Regions from separate parts of the Zea mays genome. Here all the other regions are linked to region 2. The links are chromatin contacts, called in public Hi-C maps. All regions are on one chromosome and are shown on one strand. The core of a region is the stretch at or near the end of the contact, and the rest is flanking DNA. Distances in the headings are between cores, read along the strand shown.

Evidence for each region. A called contact is a pair of places that touch in the nucleus more often than the background predicts.
Region 1: a Hi-C map of tassel shows a contact between it and region 2, with 2.6 times the contacts expected there. The contact joins the promoter of LOC100501489 here to the promoter of LOC103631726 in region 2. A contact is called at or near these places in 2 of 25 Hi-C or Micro-C datasets (endosperm and tassel).
Region 3: a Hi-C map of tassel shows a contact between it and region 2, with 2.3 times the contacts expected there. The contact joins the promoter of LOC100284705 here to the promoter of LOC103631726 in region 2. A contact is called at or near these places in 2 of 25 Hi-C or Micro-C datasets (leaf and tassel).

The regions. Positions count from the first base shown.
Region 1 is chr1:11,477,389-11,480,678 of Zm-B73-REFERENCE-NAM-5.0, forward strand. It overlaps LOC100501489, which reads left to right and starts at 1,958. Exons shown (of 12, transcript NM_001361332.1): 1 at 1,958-2,295; 2 at 2,411-2,626; 3 at 2,711-3,290. The coding sequence starts at 2,056.
Region 2 is chr1:11,064,359-11,067,992 of Zm-B73-REFERENCE-NAM-5.0, forward strand. It overlaps LOC103631726 (RING-H2 finger protein ATL1), which reads right to left and starts at 1,427. Exons shown (of 1, transcript XM_008652875.3): 1 at 1-1,427. The coding sequence starts at 1,041. The coding sequence ends at 133.
Region 3 is chr1:11,559,820-11,563,545 of Zm-B73-REFERENCE-NAM-5.0, forward strand. It overlaps LOC100284705 (metal ion binding protein), which reads right to left and starts at 2,476. Exons shown (of 4, transcript NM_001157600.2): 1 at 2,245-2,476; 2 at 1,868-2,166; 3 at 1,681-1,762; 4 at 782-1,533. The coding sequence starts at 2,374. The coding sequence ends at 926.

The sequences.
Region 1 (3,290 bases), core at 708-3,207, 410 kb after region 2:
GGCAGGGCCACGAGGATGTAGCTAGGCGAGGCCACATGCTTCCAGAGCCTCGGGCGCAGCGGCCGAGCGACTAGCGTTGGCGAGCCACGACTAACGTCTAGTGGCAAGGCGCCTGGTGAAAGTGCATCCATCTCTTTTGTGGGTTTTGATGATTTGGATTACAACACACTTAAAGGACTAATCAGTTTGCTAAGTGTTGAACAGGAAAGTTGAAAAAGAAATCATGATTCAAAATAGTCAAGAGACATGGTTTGATATGAAAAAGTCTCATATACATGGATTGCTCATAATATAACATTATAAAGGATCAACATTAAGCAATGATGAGGACATCCCATAAGTAAGCACATTTGGATATATGGATATGGGGTATTCTATGAAACCTGGGTTGCACCCACACAATGTCTCGCATGCATGTTTTTCGTGTGCACAATAATTTTCGGATCTGCCATAATTTTTAGAGTTGCCATAATTTTTGGATATGAAATCACACCTCCATCAAAATAGAAACTGCATGCACATCTGGTAAGGACACGGCCAGGGCTTCCTGTAACTACTAGAAATCCCTGAGCTCCTAATATCCTTTCCCTAGTAAAATATTACCCTCCTCGTTCCAAAATATAGTTCTTTCTAGCCCACCTTTATGTCCACCATCATTTTAATGATAATAAATATAAATATACTTGCAAACTACATTCACATGTTACTTAATAAATATGTAATTAGTCTAAAAACGAATTACATTTGGGACAAAAGGAGTACAATATAGTAAAATGCACAATATCAATTATAATTCATGAATTTCTATCACATAGCAAACGTCAAATTTAAAATTTTTCTAGACCTGTATCTAATTTAAATATTTTCTAGAAATATTTAAATTAGATGTATATGAAATATCGTGGTGACCTTTAATCGGATTATTTGATGACGTTTAATGAATTATGATGGTTATTGTGCATTTTACTACTTTTGATATTTTGTTTTGTAAACTAATTATGTTATATTATATTGATCAGATGCTTAGAACATTTTTTATGTGTTCCTTCATATGGGCATGCAGCCGTGTTTGTATCGTGAGAGGTAAATTGGTCAAAGCACGTAAACTTTGGTGTTAAAACTTAATTAGAGTGGAGAAAGATAGAAATTTGTAGCTATCATAATCTATATTCACCCTTCGCGATATCACACACGGTATAAAAAATAGTGCAAAGTGGGGGCTTAAACCTACATCCCCTTCTCCAAACATTTATGGATAATCACCAAACTAGACATACCTTAGTGTTTATCTATATCTATATTAATTTATTAAGAACCTAATGTAAATACCTGGTGATACCATGGCTTCACCCTCCGCGCTACCACACCGTGCAAAAGAAAATGTAAAGTGAGTATTCAAACCCACAACCTCTTGCTCCAAACATTTTGGATAACCACCAGACTACATATACCTTAGTGTTTATAAATAAACAATAATTATATTTAATAAATATCTCAATATCTATTTATTTATACTACTTTATTAAAAACATAATGTGTACACCTGCCACAGTGCCACACTGACACTATGCTATTGCCATGTGGCACCTGCTCAACACCCGACCCCACCCACACAACGAAAAAAAGTGTAGCGCGAGCATTCGAACTCCACCCAGCTCAAAATATTTAAGGATAACCACCAGAACACACATACCTTAGTGTTTAGAAATAAATAATAATTATATTTAAATAACTATTCTAATACCTATTTATATGATATATATACGAAAAATGAGTAGTATTAAGATCCAATGTCTTGAATCCTTATTTTACCAGTGATATTATTTATATCATCGTTTTAAAGGCGGTATATATCAAATTCTCCCCTCAGGAGACACTGTATCAAATGGGTCGCTTACCTCAAATGATCTTGCAAAGAATGGAGGAAAGCGGTTTATCGTTGAGGAAGAGTAGTGTTAAATAAAAACCCCGGTCCCCTTCTGTCCGCCGCCATAAACCCTAAGACACAAGCGCGCTGCCTGAACCACCCAGCCCACGCGCCGGCGGCCGCCCGCCATGGTGAAGGCTTACCTCCGCTACGAGCCGGCCCTCACCTTCGGTGTGATTGCGTCGCCGGAGTCCAACGTCGTCTACGACCCCTCGGGCCGCCGCCTCCTCGCCGCCGCCCTCGACCGCCTCGCCGCCTGGGACATCAAGCGTGGTCTTCCCTCTGTCTCCTTCGCACCTTCCTCCTCCTCCCCTTCGCTCGCCGTCTCCTGCATCGCTTCCTCCCACTCCGCCGCCGTCTCCTCTTCGGTACCCCTGATCCCTCTCCGGCTCTCCCTGTCTTCAGCTCTCTTCGAATTTGGCAGGCTGGTTCCCGCGTTTGAATTTGACTCAATTTCGTGCGTTGGTGCTTTGTTTGGTATAGATTGCGAGCGGGCACGCAGATGGGAGCATCAGGCTGTGGGACGCGGAAACAGGTGCTTGCGAGGCAACCCTCCACGGCCACCGCTCCGCTGCCTCCGCCCTCCGCTTCGGCCCCTCTGGCGCCGTCCTCGCTTCTGGCAGCAAGGACTGCGATGTCATCCTCTGGGACGTCGTTGCGCAGGCTGGGCTCTTCCGTCTGCGTGGCCACCGTGACCAGGTACATTGCGGCTTCAGATGTCTGAGTCTGTTTGATTGGTTAGCAAAGGTTAGTAGCGCTAATTGAGGGGATTACAATGTGCAGGTCACCGATTTGGTGTTTCTGGATTCTGGTAAGAAGCTGATGAGCTGCTCCAAGGACAAGTTTATTAGGGTTTGGGACCTTGAAACACAGCACTGTCTTCAAATCGTTGGTGGTCACCGCAGTGAGATTTGGTCAATGGATGTTGATCCTAGCGAGAGATTTTTAGTGTCTGGGTCTGCTGATCCAGAGCTGCAAGTGTTTAGAATCCGGCAATCAGTGGAGGAAGGCGAGGATTGGAGCAAGTGGGATGTGCTCAAGCTATTTGGTGAGATTCCACGGCAGAGCAAGGAACGAGTGGCAAATGTTAGGTTTAATAGGGACGGCAGTCTTGTGGTATGCCAGGTGGCTGGGAAGACAGCAGATATTTATAGGGTTCTTGATGAAACAGAGGCTGCACGTAAGGCCAAAAGGCGGGTGAGCAGAAAGAAGGAGAAAGCATCTGCGAAATCCATGATTGCTGAAGAGAATGGCACTATCATTGATCCTTTACCAGTTCAAAACTTACAAAATCCTACTGTTATTGTCACCGATGTATTTAAGCTATTTCAAGTTTTACGTGCAAGCAAAAAAATATGTTCGA
Region 2 (3,634 bases), core at 177-2,676:
TGTGGCTAGCTGTACATTGCATGCAAACGACACGGCTCAATTAATAATCATGAATGAAGCGAACAAGCAGTGTGCGGGAATAGGTTAATCGATCGTTGAGCGACACGAACCCGGCCGGTGCCGCCGCCACCGTCACGGGTTGTCGAGGTGGATCGGCAGCACCGTGCTCCGCGAGCTCCGACCCAGCCCGAACGACGACAGGAGCCGCCGGAACCGGCCGCTCGTCTCGCCAGCGCCGCGGTCAGCGACGTCGCTGCTGCCGCCGGCGGCGGCAACGGCAAGGCTCGGGCCGGCCTCCCCGCAGCTGCCGGCAGCTGGTTCCTTTTCCTGCGGCTTCCGGCCGAGCCCCCCCGCGAAGCAGTCCATGGAGAAGGAGCGCGCGATGGGCTCCTGCGCGACGGCGGGGGCGGCCTTGGTCGGGAACCTGCAGGAGCTCCCGTACCCGACCCTCGCCGCGGCGTCGACGACGCGCCGCGCGTCGCCGCCGCCGAGCTGCAGCAGGTCGCGGCAGGAGGCGTCGTGGTCGTGGCGCGCGAGCACGCCGACGGCGGTGACGACGGCGCGGCAGAGCGGGCAGCTGACGTTGTGGTGGAGCCAGGTGTCGATGCAGTCGATGTGGAAGGCGTGGGAGCAGCCGGGCAGCAGCTTGAGCCGCTCCCCGGGCGCGAACTCGCCCAGGCACACGGCGCACTCGGACGCGGACCTCGCCCGGCGGCGGTAGTACCGGACGACGGGCAGCGCGGCGACTACGTCCGGGTCGAGCCCGCCCGGGAGCTCAGCGGCATCGTGGTCGGCGAAGAAGACCGCGGACACGCGCTCCGCCAGGCCGCCGCGGTCGTCCTCGCGGCGCGCGCGGTGGAGCAGGCCGCCGGGCCCCCCGCCGCGGAGCCAGCAGCGGACCACGAGGAAGTAGTAGCTGATGAGGATGAGCGTGGTGACCATGAACCCGATCGCGATGACGATGGCGATCGGGAACGCCGCCGCCGTGCCCTGCCCCGCGTCCGACGGCGCTGGTATTGGCGCGCCTGCCGCCGCGTCCATCGCCAGGCACGCGCGCGCGACTGGGGCAGGCGAAGTCAATGCCTTCGCGAGGACAGATCAGCCTCCTCTCTCGGGCGGCTAACCGACCGGCACGAGCAAGAAATAGGTTATCCAAGCGAGCGAGCGGGAGCGCCGTCTCGCAGCAGCTAGTGCGCGCGGCCGGGTCGGTTAATAGAAAACTGCGGCAGGCCAGGCCAACTCGCGAAAGAGATGAGTGCCTGTCGGTACGCGAGGCCGAGGCCGAGGAAGCGGTGGGGCGAAGTTTGAAACGGTTTTATACGTGCGCGCGAGTGGCGTGGAAACCGCAGCGGGCGACGGCGACTGCGACGGTTCAGCTGCAGAGCGGACGCGCGGGCTGGCCCCTGTCCCTGTCTCTATACCCGGTGGGAGGATGCATGGCTATGGCTTCCCCTTCCCTAGTTGCTTAGCTGCCTCGCCCAGGTCAACTCTTCCGCTCCACCCTCGTGCCCAGTGCGCTGCTCCGGTAAGGAACAGCCAGCCGTCCAAACTGATCCATCACACGCACGCGTTAGAAAATCCGGTGTTAAGATGGCGTAACCACGTCACAGGCCGTCCAAACTGATTCCATTTCATAAGTAACTCGTTGAAAAGAACGTGCACCTGCTTAATGATATTCTTAGTAAATTTTTTTGTGACATTACTCTATATAATACAGACGCTCATAATACACGCATATTTACCTCTACAAATGCATGAACGTAAACCCTACTTCTATAATAAGCACCTTCGATGGCTGGGGCGCTAGCTGCTGTGCTAACAATTTATCGAGACGAGATTGACCACCTTAAAAAACTGCAGCGGCAAATCCTCAGGACGAGATTGGTGAGGTCACCATAGTAAAACTGTTAAGAAACATAAAGAAAGCTTCCTCTCATTAAAAAAAAAACAACAACAGGGACTCTAATCTGGGCCCTTTTGAGGCATTTAAATGGGCCCTTTTCTGGGGCTTCAGCATACCATCCAGTGAAGCCTGGTTTGCCATTCAGGCTACGTGGATAGTTGCTTTCAGGCCCAAAACTGAGCAGCAGATCTTTCTTTCTCTTTTGTACTTTCCTTTTCTTTTCTAAGTTCTACTTTTCCGATGTGGATTCATATAGTAGGAGTAACAGACCGTGTTAATTGGTGCTTGAGCAGAAGTAAATTTCAGAGGTACATCCCGCTCCTGCGCAGATGTATTATTCACGCGTCACACTTGAGATGATGGGTTTGTATTCATATTCATTTACACACTACATTGTCTTCTTGGAGGGCTGGGCATGCGTGGCAACCAAACAGCATACTCATGCCGCAGAATCCAAACTACAGCGACCTGAACTTGTTGTGTGACAAGCATGTTTGGACGTGGATTTTCAGACTAATGAATCAACACAGATGTCTTATTGACGATGGTTAGGTTGCCTATTTTTGAAAAAAAGGTGCAGCCTAGAATACTTATGGAGAATACATATGAGCACACGTTAAGTCGACAACAAGAAGCAAAATGGACTATTACGTTGTCTATCACTAAAAAATAGTATATCCTAGAATCAATCATCAAAAATACGAGCACACACGTTAAGTCGGCAACTTGAACCAAAATAGACAAATTCCACAATGAGAATCTGACCAGTTGGGTAATGCTCAATTGGTGGAGACATCGTGACTCATGAGTAGGGGTGATAACGGGCTATAGATTTTATACTATAAAATTTAAGGATCGAATTAAATTAGAATCAGACTAATTTATTTTTGAACTGAAATTAATTAAGAGCCCTAATTTATTGTGAAGAAACGTTTGAATCGTGATCCATTACTACCTCTACTCGTGAGTAGTGAGGGTACCACCACTGGAGAACAGGTTTCAGTTCAACAACTTTTGTTCCGATTGATTTAAAACTGGTATTGACACTACTTCAGTGTCTATTTTAAATGTGGAGATCCATACAAAAGATATTATTATCAGTTGTTGTCTCTAACCGGTACTAATATGATGTATAGATTCAATACACGAGACGGTTCTAAAACCTTTAGTACCGGTTCATAAATTACCAGAGACTTTTAGTATCGGTTATTATATACAACTGGTACTAAAAGTGATTTTCCTTTCCTATCAACGCAATTAAAATTCCCACCAAAACGAGTTTAACACCGATTCTTTTAGAACCGACACTAAATCTTAGTATTTAGTATCGGTTTCGAACAAGAACCGACACTAAATCTTATTCTTTAGTACTAGTTTTGCAAGAACCGGTACTAATATGTGCCTTATATATCTCCCACCATCAGTGCAGACGCTACACCACCAGATAACCTCTCACTTCACCTCTCCATAGATGTCGCACCCCCTTGCGCGTGTGATTGTGCTCTCACATCCATTCCTCACCTGGAGCCTTCCTTGCCGCCCTCTACGATATTCCACAGCGCAGTCGTCATCCTCGCCTTCGCCCAAGGACTCGAAGCAGTTGCCTTCGCCAGAGGCTGCTAATGGGCTCCATGCCATCGCCTTCGACATCTAACGTGGAGCTTGATCGCGCGTCGACAACACCGACACGACGGTTAACATGATGGACAATGGTCGGTGATACCTCCTCTC
Region 3 (3,726 bases), core at 1,226-3,725, 500 kb after region 2:
GCAGCAGGATATATAAACAAACATGAACGAACGTGTTACTCGTTTTCCACATGTTCACACAGAAACTTTCGGATCAACTCGTCAGGTAACTGACCAGGTAACGCACATATTTAAACTGGGGGAACGGCAGATAGCTCAGCAGGTAGGTACCTACTCCAGAAGCGTTCAGGTAGCTCACCAGGTAACAAACAGAAACTTTCAGAACTTAGAAGCATTCAAAACGATGACATCAGATAGCTCATCATGTAGATAACGCATCCTGTGCACAGAGCATAGAAGACAGAAATAATTACTCCGCAAAAAAGCCTTGTCGATATACAGTTTGTCGAGAATTCTTTGTCGTAAATCACAGTCGACAAAATAGTTTACCAAATATTTTATTGGATTTGCCGAGTGACTAAAGCACTAGAGCAAAGTAGATGTATTCCGTAGTGACGACTAAAGCACTAAAGCAAAGTAGATGTATTCGGTAGTGACATATTAACATGTGTTGTAAAAGATCATAAACCTATAATAAATCTGCTAAGTTTTAGGCCCTTAATTTTCGGAGTCCCTCACAAGACGACGGAGGCTCCGTTTCCTGCCGTTGGCGATTTTTTTTACAGAACTGACATCATGCAGACGGGGTCAACAGACCCCTTTGTACATGTCCTGACAGGACGCAGTCGCAGATTTCTACCATACCAGTGGGGAGTAGAACAAAGCGCTGATCGCATCAGGAGGAGGTGAGAACAAAATGATTAAACAAATGAAGCAAAATTTCATCAGGAAAATAATCCTAGGGCTCTGGACTAAGGCTGATTCCTCATTGACGATATGTACAGGTCGAGTTCTTCTTTCTCGGCCGGATGGCTAAGGTTAAAGCTGACGGCGGATCAGTGAGCTCGCCGACGGAACGCAACAAGGACACGCACCGGCGGCGGCGTCACATCACGGAGCAAGCGTTGGGGTTCTCGTCGCTGAAGAGCTGCGGCGCCGGCGCCATGTCGAATTGGTACGGGTATGGCGGGTACGCCACCTGCGGCTGCTGGTTCCCGTCGGGCTGCGGCTGCGGCTGCGGCTGGTAGTAGGAGGGGTTGGCGTGGCCCATGCCATCGCCACTGCCGTAGCCGTAGTACGGGTAGGGATAGTAGCTAGCGGGAGGCGGGGCCTGCTCATACGCAACGTACCCGTGCGGCGGAGCCACGTGGTACGTGCTCGCCCCCGCCGGCGCAGACATGTACGCTGCGGCGGCCGCCGTTGACGGACCCGCCGCCGACGCCTCGATCCCTTTGCCCTTGTCCATCCTGTCGTCGCCGGCTGCCCCGGCGGCGACCTTGTCCTTGCCGCCGCCGCCGCCGCTGTGCTTCTTGTCGTCCTTGCCCTCACCCTCGCCCTCGCTGCCGCCGCCCTCTTTCCTTACGGGCAGCGCCACGGCCTCCACGTCGCGGTTGAGCTTCTCCTTGAGGTAGGAGACCATGTTCGGTATGTCCATGGTGCCCGTGACCTCCACCTCGTCCTTGGCATTGGCCTCCAGCACCACATCCTTGACGCCTGCACCGACCAACACCAAACCCAAAATCGTCAGTTCTGAAGCCGCGCAGCGCAGCGGAATTAACGGAAAAGAAAGAAAAAAAACAGGGTGCGAGTTCTTGTACATGTGAGAGGGACACACAACGACCCAACAGAATTTCCGCTCACCTTTGATCTTGCCGATGCGTCGCCTGATGCGGTCGGCGCAGCCGTCGCAGTGCAGGCGGATCTTGAGCAGCACCGACTCCACCTGTGGAGAACCAAAAGCAGAGGAGGCGTTTTTTAGTTGTTGCTGCTGCTGCGGGTCAGAAGAGTAGTTGGGTTGCGTGGGCGGCATTGCCTGCCGCGTACCGACCTGCTGCTTCTTCCCCTTCTCTTTCTCTCTCTCTTTCTCCTCCGCCTGTTGCTTCTTCCCCTTCTCTTTCTCCTCCTCGTTGGGGCTCGCGCTTTTGACCCCCTTCTTCTCACCGACGCCGGCGCCGGCGTCCTGCTTGGGCTCCGCGGCGGGAGGCTTCTTGGGGGCGCCGCCGGCGGAGACGATCTCCACGGGCTTGTTGGTCTTGGCCTCGAGCCGCGCCTTGAGCGCGCCCGCGTCGGCCGTCCCCACCACGACGACCGTGTTCGCCGCGACGTCTGTGACGATGGAGTCCACACCTGCGAAGAACCGGCGAATCAGACGAAGGGAGAAGCAAAGGGAATTATTACACAGAACCACACCGCGACAGCACGTACCGGGAACGCGCTTGATGGCCTTCTTGACCTTGTGCGCGCAGCCGGCGCAATGCAGTTTCATCTTCAGCACGACGGGCTGCGCGGCCTCGGGCGCCGCCTCGCCGCCGTCTCCTCCCTTTCCCGCGCCCATGGACCGAGACCGAGACTGGAATGTGGAATCCGCTCCGGACGTTTGTCCCTTCTGTGGATGCGTTTCTTCTCTGCTCACCGTGGCTGTGCGCTTGTGCGTGCCGCTTGGTCTGACCAGGAGGTGAGGAACCAGAAGCCGCTGGCGCGGGCCGCCATAAATAGGAGGAGGGGCGCCCCGCGCGTGGAGAAGGAGAATGAAGGAAAAGGGAGGGAGGGAGGGAGGTGGGCCCGCGGAGGGCAGCCGGTGCTGATCCGTATCCGCGTCGGACATAGTGACACTGACACCCTGCCCGCCTGCCCCGGCCCGGGGGTTGCAACCTTGGAGAAGGCGGTATTATGTTTCTGGCAGGCTGCTGATGTCTGGTGGCGGCTGGTGGTGGAGGAGGTGGACCGCCTGTTGAGAATGCGTATGGATGAGTGCCCGTTACGGTCAGGTGTGGCGTCACCGCGCAGATTTTTTTGGGGGGTTCTGCTAGTGTGCTGTACGTACAAATCCTACTCTTCTGGTACCTTCTGGACTGCAGGCTGCTAGTACTACCACGGCGCCGGCACAGCAGCAGTTTCTTCAGACGGTTTTACTGTATTTGGCACCACGGGCACGGAGTAGAGCTCGTGTTGGTCAAATTTTTAATCTGCACTGTCTGTTCAAGTGACACGCCTCACACACGGTGGCACATGCTACAGGGATCGATGGCGGTGGAGTGTCTTCGCTTCCGGTACATTTCCGTTTTCACAACAGAGCGTAGGGCCGTTTGTTTTTTCAGCCTTAATTGTCAGTTTGTCCAGTTAGACAAATTCGATTAAGTTAGACATATGTTTAGTTTAGATTCACAGTTATGGTAAGATTTTTCTCCTCCTACGTAAATCTCGCTCGTCAATGACTTGTATTATTGTCCAAGATTCTCTTAGGCGTGACAAATTGTGGTGAATTTAAGCGCCTAACTTTAGACACCTTATGCAAGTGTGGCACAAAAATGTGTAGCGATTTTGGCATCTTAGGGGATGTTTGGTTTGCTGCCTCAATTGCCACAGTTTGCCACGCTTAAGGTTAAACAAGTTTGATCGAGTTAGGCATGCGTTTGGCAATCGCGGCAAGAATTTTCTCCTGCTATATAGGTCTCACTCGTCAATGACTTGTAAAAGTGTGGCATGATTCCCTTAGACGTGACAAATTGTGGCGCAAAATTTGAGTGTCTAACCTTAGGAAAGTATGACTTGAAATTTTATGTCAAATTTTGGCACCTAGGTATAGAACCAAACAACCCTTTAGTTATAGAATCAAACATGCCTTATGTACCTCTGTCGGTGCAAACAGATGCAAATCAAAATGTGTGCCTCTTTTATATAGTAGCA